Regions from separate parts of the Mus musculus genome. Here region 2 is linked to region 1. The links are chromatin contacts, called in public Hi-C maps. All regions are on one chromosome and are shown on one strand. Each heading gives the region's core, a stretch centred on a gene start, on an enhancer-like site or on the middle of the called end of the contact. The rest is flanking DNA. Distances are from core to core; before and after follow the strand shown.

Region 1 (6,057 bases), core at 2,373-4,872:
ATTTAGTCTCTTTTTATGCATCCAGATTTCAAAACCCTGTAGCCATGTTATACTCAAGCCTACTTCTAAGTTCCCAGTCAGCCATTCTTCTTACCCTATTCTTTATCTTCTACCTGCCACTTGCTGTGGTACATCCCAACCTCCTGGTCTTGCCTGGGAACTCTCAGTCGTCTGTCTTTCCTGGATCCTAACTGCCTGGTGACATTTGGAATGTGACGACTACAGCTTGGTAGTCACAGCAGCCTATCCAGGAAGTCAGCAAAGATGGCTAGCTGACATAGGTAGAGACAGCTGAGAACTCCACCATCCAACTCGTGTCCAGAGGGTACACTGTCACCAGGCTGATGCTTCCATAGTCTCTCTGCTCTCTCATAACCACAGATATTGTGTGCAGGGCCAGGGAGGTGAGGGTGGCCGAAGACAGTGGGGAAGCAGAGAGCACCCATCTGTATCATGCTGGGGTATGCTGGTGGTTAAGGAGAGGGCTGGTGAAACCCCACTCTTGGAAAATGCTATGCTAATGGACTAGAGAGCCTCTGGTCTAGGAGGAGACACAATGGAAACATTTGGGAGGTTAAATAATTCAGCACAGAGCCTGCCTTGGTTCATGGTCCTGGCTGGCCAGAGGTCTCTGGCTCTATCAGAAAGCCCATCTTCACAGGTGGGTTTCTAACTAGCTTCAGTTCTACTGAAGTGTCCTTTCTTTGCAAATGCTCCTTTGCCAGTTCCCCTGGGACCCAGGTGCATGGTAAATGGTCCACTTCTCTACCAGCTGTAGCCAGGGGACAGCTACTCTTCACAGGAGAAAGGCAAGGGATGAACCTCAAAGGTTGTGATTCTCAGCCTTCTTAACGTTGCAACCCTTTAATTCAATTCCTCATGTTGTGGTGACCCTCCAACCATAAAATTATTTTTGTTGCTACTTCATAATGGTAATCTTCTGCTTTTATGAATCATAATGTAAATATCTGTGCTTTCTGATGGTCTTAGGTGACCACTGTGACAAGAGGCTGTTCAGCTTCCCCCAAAGGGGTCATGACCCACAGGTTAAAAGCCATCGCTCAAAGGGGACATTTCAGCCCACAGTTCAGAGTTCTAGTCTTCTGTCTAGATCTCCGTACTGTCCTTTACCCCCATGTGAAGGAGGAAGGAACCAAATTTCAAAGACTTTCAAACCTATTTGACAGAACTTAAGGAAAGTTCTTTCAATGGAAGCCAGTAATTTGGCCTCTCCTACTAAGGGTCCTCATGAGCAAACTTGGACAAAGCAAAGAGACACAGTAAGAGAAAATCTCAGACAGGAGAGCCCAGGAACAAAGTAGCCTTTCTGCTAAAATCACCTTGTTATGAAAAATATCAGACATCATGAAAAACTAAGTATTATCCCAAACTCAGCTCTAGCAATCACCAGCCTGTGGCTATGTTTCCTCTTGACTTCTCAGTCTCTCCTTTCTATATTATTTCAAACCCACTGTCAAACATCATTTCCTCTGTAACTGTTTCAGCACGTGTCTAAAAGACAAAGAATTTTAAAACAAGCACACTTATAATCCAGTATGATTGTCACATTAAAATTGAGTTAATATGCAAAGATGAGTAGACATGTCTCTGGTAGCTCTTACACATTCAGTTGGTGTTTGAAAGTCTGACTCTTCACAAATTTCTATCTGTGTGTGTGTGTGTGTGTATGACAGAGAGAGAGAGAGAGAGAGAGAGAGAGAGAGAGAGAGAGAGAGAGAAGAGATAAATGTGTGTATGTACATAGGCAGAGGTCAATATTGTTGGTCTTGTTGCCGTTGTTTTAATTGACTTCAGTTATAGTTTTGGTTTTATCCCAGTCTCTCACTGTACCTGCAGTTCACCTCTTTAGCTGAATAGGCTAGCCAGTGAGCTCCAGGGATCTACGCATTTCCACTTTATCAGCTCAGGGACCATAGACCATCCTGTAAGACCTAACTTTTACGTGAGTGCTAGAGATTTGGGCCCAAGTCCTCACGTTTACATGGGCAAATATAGACTGAGCCATCTCCCCAGGCCCCCGGGCACTTTTCTGATGAAGTCTGTGACCTCATGAGGAGGCAAGTCTTAGGCAGGGCCCAGTGTGCTGGCAGGGGCATCCTGTACTGGGTGGAGTGAGATCCAATCTGCATTGCATTTATACCTCTGGAACAGGGAACTTCCATCAAAGCAGCCCACTGACCTCTGGAGCCACAGGCGCTTCCAAAAGCCAAATACTTTTGAAGGCCCCAGGGGATCAATTTCATTGTGAGCTCTCAGTACAGTGGATCTTCCTGCCTCAGAATGGGCCTCTATGCTATGCTTCAAGGAACTAGGATGACTTTTTTTGCTGGGCCTGTAATGGGTGGAGAAGTTACCAATAAATGTCAACTGGATGTCCCACAGGCCCTGCTTTTATTTCCTCAATTAATCAGAGCCAAAATGATAATGAATCAAAGGCTTCCATCTTGGTATGAACTGTAAAAACAGATGCTTGTGACGGATAAGCTACGTGCCCAGGAGTGGGCTGTGAGAAACACCAAGAGGTATGAACAGGCCTCCAGGTCTCTGGGGACAAATAACCCTATAGTGATGAGCTAAATGCATCAAAAATGCTGAGGTAAAATCAGTATTTAATTCTACCAAGAAAGGTAGAGTGGTGATGGGCAGGAAGGCCCAACATGGAGAGCCCATCTGAAATGGGCTTTTACCACAGTTTTACCACACAGAGATGCAGAAAAATACAGTAGGGGCCAAAGATCAGCATGAAGGCTAGCTGAAACCAAGGGTGCATGGCTCAGGGAGGGCAAGGGGACAGTGCTAAGCAGAACCCAGCCTGTGCAGAGGCTCTGCAGTATGGCCTGGTGTTCGCTTTGCCTTGGATCAGCATCAAGGGCTCACTGAAGGGTTTTCCATAGGCATCGTGACAAACATGGGGGAAAGGCCAGGCCTGGTCAGAGGTGGAGGCATGAGGTGGCTGCCTTTTAACTAGTTCCCACCTTTCACGGGGAGCTCGGAAAGGTACCTGTCATGCTGAGGTTGCCTGAGGTTGCTAGAGTCAGGGCCTGGCCTAACACTAGAATGGAGCCTCAACTGTGTGACTTGGGACACCTGTCCATACTTGCCATCTCACTCCAGGTCCTGCAGTGATCAGTGTCCCAGCTATAAGTCCAGGGGGGACAGGACTTCCCTTGCCTGCAGGCCTGCCACGGCCCCACTACCCACTGATACACTTCTCAGGTTACATGTTCTCTCCCCCCCCCACCCCCCCATCTTGGCTGGCCTTAGGACTGCTGGCAACAGACAGGACTCAGAGGCTGTTGGTGTGGGCAGAGGCTGGTGCACTGACTATGTCAGCAGGACCCAGATCTAGTCTTTTCCACAAAACCTTGGTCATTTGTTTTCACGGGACAGACACTGAGGCTGCTGTGCTGTGAATCAGAGCAGTAAGGCAAGTCAGAGTGAGAGAGATTTTATCTACATCCAGCACGGGCTTTTTGACTCTATTAAGTCCCAGGACCACGTGCTGGTTGGGAAATGGCAGACAGGAACAACCCAGTGGGAAATCTGTGCCCTGGATGGAAAGCAGAGCCAGTGCCCAGGACGTATTTGTTTCTCATTTGCTTTGGAAAGAGATCGTCTCGAGTTTGGAAATCCACATTCCATTTGGGAAAGCAGACCAGATTTCTGCTGACATGGAGTTTGGCAGGGGGTAGACTTTGTCTGTTTTTGCCATGTGAGCTCATTTTCTGGGGACACGAGAGAACTACCCAGTTCTCGTTCAAGGCTGTACCTTCAGCCATGAACCTCTAATTCTCACCGAATGGCTTTTAAGTTTTTATTTTGTATGCATTTTAAGAGACTATAATGCAAGGCCTTCCTTTTGCAAACAGTTAGAGCCACCAGGGAATATGTGAGTTGAATGTGGGGGTTGGGGGTGAAGGGGTAGCTACTTCAGCCACAAAGCCCTGTGTTCAGTTGTATTACAACATGACTGGGGGTGATTCCTTCTTCCAAGCTCTCAAAGGTCTTGAATCTTTGACCTAGTGCTGTTAACATAGTTAAACTTTTTCCTACATAAAATTTTTTTCTGTTTTCTTTTAAAATAATCCAATATAACAATTAGCAATACAGGAAAAGTTAGGTTTCTCATAGAAAATACAGGACCTAAAGCATTAGGTTAAATTTCAAATTTGGAGAAAAAAAAAGGTTGACGCTGCAGGCACAGCAGTTTGGAGGGGCTTCTTGCTTTTGGAGGCAGGTGGAGGGCAAGAGGCCTGTCACCACATATCATCCACCACATAGCACCACCTCAGGGTTAACGGGGCTGCATCATCTTCCCAAGCAGATGGCGATGTGTCTGAGGTCCTTCCCCATGGAGGAGAATAATAATACATTCCACCAAGAGGACATAACCTAGCAGAGCAGACCAGGACATGGGCATGCACCCTAGGATGCCACCAAACAGTTAAGTCCGCTCTGATATGAGCCATGAGATGAGTGGATATGGATTGTGTACAATGAATTTATAACACTGTAAGGGTTTTGGGTTTCTTTTGTGGGTTTTCTTTTCTTTTCTTTCTTTCTTTTCTTTTTTTTTTTGGACGAAAGTAGTGACTGGGGACGTTTCAGATGAAGAAATGGCCGTGTTTTTAAACATTTGCATCTGTGAGTTGCAGAGGCTCAACATAAAGCAGATTTCCTATATCCACCAAAAGCCATTCTGGCACGAGAAAGTTCCCTTGCCTAAAGCAAACCAGATGTGCGAATGGGACATGCCAATTCTCCTAGGGGTGTATCAACATCAGAATTACAGAGGACCTCAGGAACTATATATTCTATGAAGCAATGAGCACAGAATTCTGACCACATTTTATCCCTAAAAACATTGAAAGCAGAAACTTAATATTGGAAAAAGGCAAAATATTAGTGCAGATCAAAACCCATTACCCATCCATGGTGTCAGAGCCTCTCTGCCAAATGACTGACCCCAGACTGGGTTCACTATTCCAAGTTTTTGCCACATGCTCTGTCAAAGATGTATATTCACATCCATTTGACTGTTCAAGCAAGTATAAAGAGTCACATCCTGGTGTATGCTTATGAGGAAAGACCATGCCACGGACACCTACACATGTGATCCATAGGCAGGTCACCATGGAAACAGGAGCATATATATATATATATATATATATATATATATATATACACACACACACACACACACACACACACACACACACACAGGCAATCTCAACTGAAGTGTGGGTCAGAGTTTATGCAACAATAGGCAGGTGCTTGAGAGTCTGCAAGGACCTGAGAATGCAGGACAATGTACACTGGCTCACAGGAAGAAAGGCAGGCCCCAGCATCTGCCAGAAGAAGAATTTTTACAGTGAGGCAGACAGGAGGGAGAGCGAATGGAATCTTCAGTGAGTGACCATATGAATCCAGGTTGAGGAAGATTTCAGAGCTATCTGTGTGTGAAATAAATGCATGTAATAGATCAGGAACAGCCACTCAGCAATGAAGAGGGGCTTAGAAGAAATACAAGCTCAGATAATTCAATTCACCTCAAATGCTGGTCAAATTACAGAAAGTCACAGAGACAGCTCTCTCTCTCTCTCTCTCTCTCTCTCTCTCTCTCTCTCACACACACACACACACTCAAACATGCACCATTAAATGCATAAAATACAAGTGGGAGAGTTTAATGCTTAAATTGTCTGGGCACACATGAGTATAATCGCTGATGATAAAAAGTTTATAGACTGACTATGCACAGGCAGAATAAGTACAGATATTTTCACTAACAGCTTTTCTACACAATGCAAATTAAACTCTGGACTTTCTTTTCCTGAAGCCACACAGAACTCACCAAATAAAACCCCACAGCAGTGATTTATCTCTAAATAACAGAATCCTGTGGCATTATAGCTTTCTACTTCTTTGTCTTTATTATGAATACTATCAAGAAAGGGGTCTCTCAATTTCTTACCATTTTAATAAGACAAAAAATATTTTCAGGAATTTTATTCCAATTTTCAAAATGTTGGGGTG
Region 2 (6,057 bases), core at 2,583-5,082, 87 kb before region 1:
AATTTTTCATATGTCCTTGTCATATAAACCACACATAATGTGCCATGATACTCTTACCAGAAATCAATACTTTGGGACTTCCAAAACTGTTTAAGTTACATAAATGTCACTGACTAGGACACACAGTGGATCACTTGATGCGCTTGGAGCAGGCCTACAGTTTAATCCCTTTACACTAGGCTCCACCCGAACAGTACATTTTGCTCTTAAACCTTGTAAGAAGATTAAAGAAACACCAGCTGTCTAAAGGAAACCTCCAACACGAGAGCAAGGGGACAAATCATACAAGGAAAAAAATCTTTAAGAACATGGAGGAAATAAGATAATTCAGAACCGGGGCAATAGTAACAACCCTGTAATGTCCTCAAAGAAATTAGAAGCTGTAGGATGTCTAACAAATAGGAGCAGGATAATGTGGAAGAATGATTAAAAACTAAAGAAAATGTCCATGTTGGGACACATGCTTGCAATTTCAGCATTTAGAAGGTGGAAGCAGAAAGGTCAGAAGTTCATGGATTGGCTTCTTACTGAGTTTGAGACTGACCTGAGCTACATAAGACTCTGCCTTTCAAAAAAATTTAAAGAAAACATACCCTTGAAAACATAAACTATGACAGCTCATAACTGTGTTTTATGACAGATATAAAATGCAAACAGCTCAAATTAAAGAATCAAAGAGACAAAGATAAAATATCTCTCAGATTTGATGAAAAAGATAAGCAATGAGTAGATAAAAGATAAAAATTGTAAGACAGCCAATCTTGGCATTCCTGCATCTGAATAAGTTCAAGGATGAGAGATCATAAAACCCTAAGTGAAGATAATCATGAAACAAATAAGGTATTTCTCAGTATATAATGGTCATCCGAATGATCAGATCGTTCTGAACCGTCATGTGCCTGGTCTAATAAATAAAAGAGACTATCATATCACATCAATTCTATTACAGTGGCTGTTTCACTAGCAAGAAAGAGAACAGGTTTTAAGTTTCCAGAAAGAGAGGAGAAAGGACCAACAAAGAAGAAAATTGAGAATCTGAGGAGTGGGAATAGAACGGCCTCAGACTGACCAATGGCAGTGTCAGGATCTAGAAGGCAAGATCAGCAACAAGACCATGTCAGAGGGGCAACATCCAGGCTTAAAAACAAAACCAAGGAGATAATCTGGTAGGCTCTAGCATGTGAAAAACAGTTCCAAGGTAAATTATACAGGGCTGGGGGACTGTCTAGAAAAACACAGGGGTGAGTACAGACAAAGCTAAGAAAACAGAGGGGCAAGTAGTAACTGCAGACAAAACAGAAAGTTGTAAAGAAAAAAATGGAAATATAATCACATCATACCTCTTGGCTGGCCTAATATAAAATTGTACAAATAAACATCAACTTAATTTCCTTTTTTCAAAAAGTTCCTGGATTCAGGGAGGTAGTGAAAGCTAAATTCCCACTCCATGGTAGGCTAGAAAGTCAAGAGGAGATACCAAAACCGGTACATCTGTCACAGAAGTAAAACTGTAATGAATGGCAGAAAACTGAAGGGGCTCCATTCTTGTTTCTGAGGTGCAGGAGGGAAGTGTCAGGTGGAGGAATGCTGTCCCCAGCCACGGAGATACAGAGAGAGGAGGAGTGTGGAGGAAGTGCAACCTCATCAGCAGATATTGGTTCCCAGGAGGAAGAAATTCTGAAGGCAGAATGGTGGGAGGGCTGGGTGCTCAGAGTCTGAAATGGTCTTAGTACCACAGGTACCATGCTCTAAGAGGATTCGGGGGCTGTAAGCTTTCTCTACCCAGAAGCCAGGATTCTTAATGTTCTGTCACTGGAAGCCCTGACTTGGAAATCCACTATGACATGTTTTATCAAAACTGGGATTTCCTGGTCAGCTCGAGAAATGCTACTAGGCTCACTGAGACTGAACCACCAACCAAAGAACATGCAGGGCCTGGACCTAGGCCCCCTACACATTGGTAGCAAATGTGCAGCTTGGTCTTCATGTGGGTCCTCTCATAATTGGAGATTAATAATTGGCTGTCTCTCATTGGATGCTCTTCCCCTAGCTGGACTGCCTGGTTGGACCTCAGTGGGAGAGGTGGTGCCCAACAGGGGATTCCCCTTCTCCTCAGGTAATTCAAGAGGGATTTGTAAAGGTAGGACTGGGAGGAGAGGAGGGAGGTGGGGCTGCTACTGGGATGTAAAGTGACCCACCCACCCACACACCAAGAAATGATATTGATTCTGGATAGAATTCATTTATTGGAAAGAAAAAAAGAAGAGGGTCCAAGAGGAAGTATGGGAGGAAAGGGGAGAGAGGGTAAGAGGCAACAAGACAGGAGGAGAGGAAAAGGGGAGGGCAGGGGAGGAGAGGGGAGAGGAGAGGGAAGAAAGGAGAGGAGCAGTGTAAATTCAACATGTCCAAATATAATAATATTAGACAAAGAAGAGACACATCAAGTCCCAGTGCAAAGTTCCTTCCTTCCCTCCCCGTCCCCTCCCCTCCTCTCTCTTCCTCTCCTCTCCTCTCCTTTTCTCTCTTCTCTCCCCTCTCTCTCCTCCTCTCCCTTCTCTCCCCTCCCCTCCCACACCTCCTTTCCTGCCCAGCTTTTCCCACACAGTATGTTAAATTGCTGCCCAGGGTTGGGTTTGGTGACAACAGGTACCCTGTCAGGCTTGGACAGAGATTTAGATGCAAGATGCAGAGGAAAGTTCCAGCAGGTCACAACCCGGGGAGAAGCAGGCTTCGAGCCTATGTGGAGGAACAGACTGTGATAGAAAGATTAGATGCCAGACTCCTGGTAAGGCACAAAGAATGAGCCAAAAAATTCCAAGAACACGGCAGACTGGGAGGGAATTCCCAAGAAAAGGTGCAAGGCCTCGGGTGGAGATTCTCAGAAGAAACAAGCCCCTCATGTCGTGGGGGTGGGAGGGTTGTACAGAGGGTGATGCAGAACAGCCAGACCATGTGGCTATGACCTTATATAACAAACATGGCAGGTGGGACTGCGGTGAGGGTGTCAAGTTGAGAAAACCAGCTCTGATTACGCATTTGGGCCCCAAGTGAAACTACAAGTGCCTTAGTAAAGTGAAGTGGAGGGGTATGTGACATGGAAGGAAGATAAGGAGACCACAGAGGGCGAAGGCCAAGGGGACCACAGAGGGGAGAGGACAGGGGGACCACAAAGGGAGCAGGCCAAGGGGACCACAGAGGACGGAGGCCAAGAAAAGGCAAGAAATTCTTGAGGCCTCTAGAGAAAACACACCACCATGAAGTTTACCTGGTAAAACTAGTTTTTGCCTGCTCGCCTCTCAAACTGAGAGAGAATAGTTACCTTTTGTTTTAAACCACCAGGTTTGTGATCATCTGTTGTAGGAGTCATGCGGGAAACTGAGATAGACACAGCGTTAAATACATACTGCTAAAATATCTATCTATCTATCTATCTATCTATCTATCTATCTATCTATGTAGTTCATTTATTGGATTTAATCTTTCCCAAATAATTAAATATGTATATCGATTCTAGGATTGATCTTTTGATCTTTTTCACTTAACGTTATGTCTAAGGTGTTCTGTTTTACTTCATGTAACTGTAGTTCATTTTTGTTTCTAAAAACTACTCAGATTTTCATAGCTGCCCTTCATTAAATTAGAGAAGACTGTTTTTTTCCTAACCCAAGGTTGTCCCCAGGATGCCACATTTTTGTGCTCTTTCACTTGAATTAGATGAGATAAAAATCCCACAAATGGGATTCCAAAAACTCTGCCAAGAGTGACCATGAATCACTCTCTAGCAGGGAGACAGAGGGGATGGTGTCAGGCAGTGTGATACAGTCAGCCCGGTGTATTCAATCTCAGCACAGGGATTGCTCTTCAGCCCCCATCTCCCAGTTCAGAGGAGCAGGAGGAGTCAGGACCCACAGCACCAGAAGAGTCTAGAGGGCTATCCTAGGACACAGTGACCCACCAGTGTGAGCATAGCACAGGAGATAAAAATTAAATGTAAGGTGACTTTAAAATGTTGATTGGTTACTTAAACAAAGCTAACTAGCCTCTCCATATAGTCTGGAAGATCCAAGCCCTGGATATCTTGAAATTCACCCTGGATGATTCAGCCTGGCATAGAATGGGTGTCCATGAGACATTGTCTCCTCCCGCCCCCCCCCCCCCCCCGGGAGGGCTTGTCTCGGGCAGTCTTGCCCAGTTGCAGGTGAGTCAGCTCACAGACCTGTGACTCATCATTCTGGCCCTTGCTGGTTAGCCACCCGTTTTATTACAGCCATCCATTTTGCCAAATACACCCTCACTGCATGCACGGATGCTTTCTGGGGGATGGGGAAAGGCATGGAAGGGGTGTCATCGTGCTCCCCAAGAAAATGAAACCACATTGTCACATGAATTCTCTATCTGGTAACTGTTGAGTCAAAGGGCAGTGTCTTCCTTGATCACTCTCTACCTTATTTTTCGAGACAAGGTCTCTCACTAAACCTATATCTCACTGACGAAGGAGTTTGTCTATCTACCTCTGCCTCCTGACTCCTACCTCCGGGTTACAAATGTATGCTGTCCCGCCTGGAGATTTGAACCTAGCTCCTCGTGCTTGCATGGCAGCGACTTTACCGAGTGAGCTACCTCCCAGCCCAGTTATACTTCTCAGTTTAGTATTTTGCCTTTCCTGGGAACCCCACGTGCTGTTGCCCATAGGTTTGTGAGTGCTTGTCATGGAGGAACAGCCCCGCCCTACTCCTCCGCTAGCAGAGCTACTAGAGGCTGTGGTCGTAGGAAGGGAGGCACCTGGCTGAACCCTCAAACATGGAAGGCTCCAGGTGAGTCTTCAGCTAGCACCTGAGACACCCAGACAAAGGCTTCCCTGTGGTCCTCTTCATGACACAATCCCTGGGACTGAATCTGCTTAGCTTGCCTCCCCCCATCATCCCTTTTGTATATTCTTAGGCAACCTTCAACTGTTGAGTGTCTACTCACCCAGGTGGCAGATAGCCTACATGTTTTCCAACATTCTTTTCCACAGTTTGTCCTTTGGCTACTTAATTTCTTTAGGTCTAATCTGGGGTTTGGGGGGAACAGGGAATAATTGAGAAAGGCAAAGAGTGAGATATCTTCACTGTCCACATTAGCCCCTGTCATTCAGGAACCATCTAGAATGGGCTGGATTCTATCATTTCCTCTTCGTGGCTTACTCATGTGTCTTTCCAGAGACTCAGGAGGAACTCTGCCCATCTATATTGAAGTGCATTTGGGCCTCCTGACTCTCTCACAAGCTTCTCTTCCCACGACACCATATCCTAGTATTTGGTGACCATGAAGCCAAACACATGCTCTCAGTGGTTTGGCGGGACATTTGACAGGTCACTCCTGGCTCTTATTGTCATGAGTAGACAGATGACAACTCTGAAGGTCTTTGCCAACAGCTGTCAGCAGTCTTAATTTTCACAGTTACAGACTGAGACGGTAAACCTATCTCACGGCTGGTCTCATGCCTTCAGTAGCCACACTCAGATTAGCCATGTGTCCAAATGCTCCTGACATTTCCAGATCATTTTGAAGCCAATGACTCTTTGCAAAGGGCAGAGGCGAACACCGTAACCATCCAAAATCAATACAGAAGAGTGATAGATGGGGAAATAAGCCTGGGTAGCACAAAGCAAAAGAAATAACAGAGCCAAAGGTCACGGAGCAATTGCTTTCTAATTTGTCTTTATAAAAAGGAGAAGGAATCGAAGGGGAAATTGGCAAGTCCAAGTGAGACTGTCAGAAACACTTAACGCTCTGAGGCTGTGCCACTAACTGTCTTGCACAATGTCAGAGGAAGTGAAGTTGAAATTGAGAATATTTTCACAAGTCTGGGCCAGCCAGGAAGCTGGGGGAAAATACTCTTAAATTTAGGAAAATTACAGGCTTGCTATTTGACATTAGTTGGAGAAAAACACCAAACCTCAGACCTTATGTGGAGAACTTGAATCAGAGAAGGTATTTTAAACTCCTTGCTTGGCCCAGGAGGGTCAGAAATACTGTTAGTAGGAGCTACAGGAAGACACTGACCTTGGGAAA

The links. Hi-C and Micro-C count contacts between places; a contact is called where the count stands out from the background.
Region 2: a Hi-C map of the N1E-115 cell line shows a contact between it and region 1, with 2.5 times the contacts expected there. The contact joins two enhancer-like sites. A contact is called at or near these places in 5 of 484 Hi-C or Micro-C datasets (the N1E-115 cell line, macrophages, myeloid progenitors and 2 more), 3 of 115 datasets of contacts at active chromatin or transcription factors (effector CD8 T cells, embryonic stem cells and memory CD8 T cells) and 1 of 9 other capture datasets (embryonic stem cells).

Annotation. Positions count from the first base shown.
Region 1 is chr13:93,908,751-93,914,807 of GRCm38.p6, reverse strand. The region is part of intron 6 of Arsb (arylsulfatase B); the gene reads right to left. Among named protein-coding and RNA genes, the nearest start is that of Mir5624, 120 kb to the right of the region's middle. Within about 2 kb of position 3,622, at least 48 of the 459 cell types and tissues checked have an H3K27ac peak or open chromatin away from gene starts, as enhancers often do. A contact at or near this core is called in the N1E-115 cell line, where this site is marked.
Region 2 is chr13:93,996,331-94,002,387 of GRCm38.p6, reverse strand. No RefSeq gene overlaps it. Among named protein-coding and RNA genes, the nearest start is that of Lhfpl2, 58 kb to the left of the region's middle. Within about 2 kb of position 3,832, at least 73 of the 459 cell types and tissues checked have an H3K27ac peak or open chromatin away from gene starts, as enhancers often do. A contact at or near this core is called in the N1E-115 cell line, where this site is marked.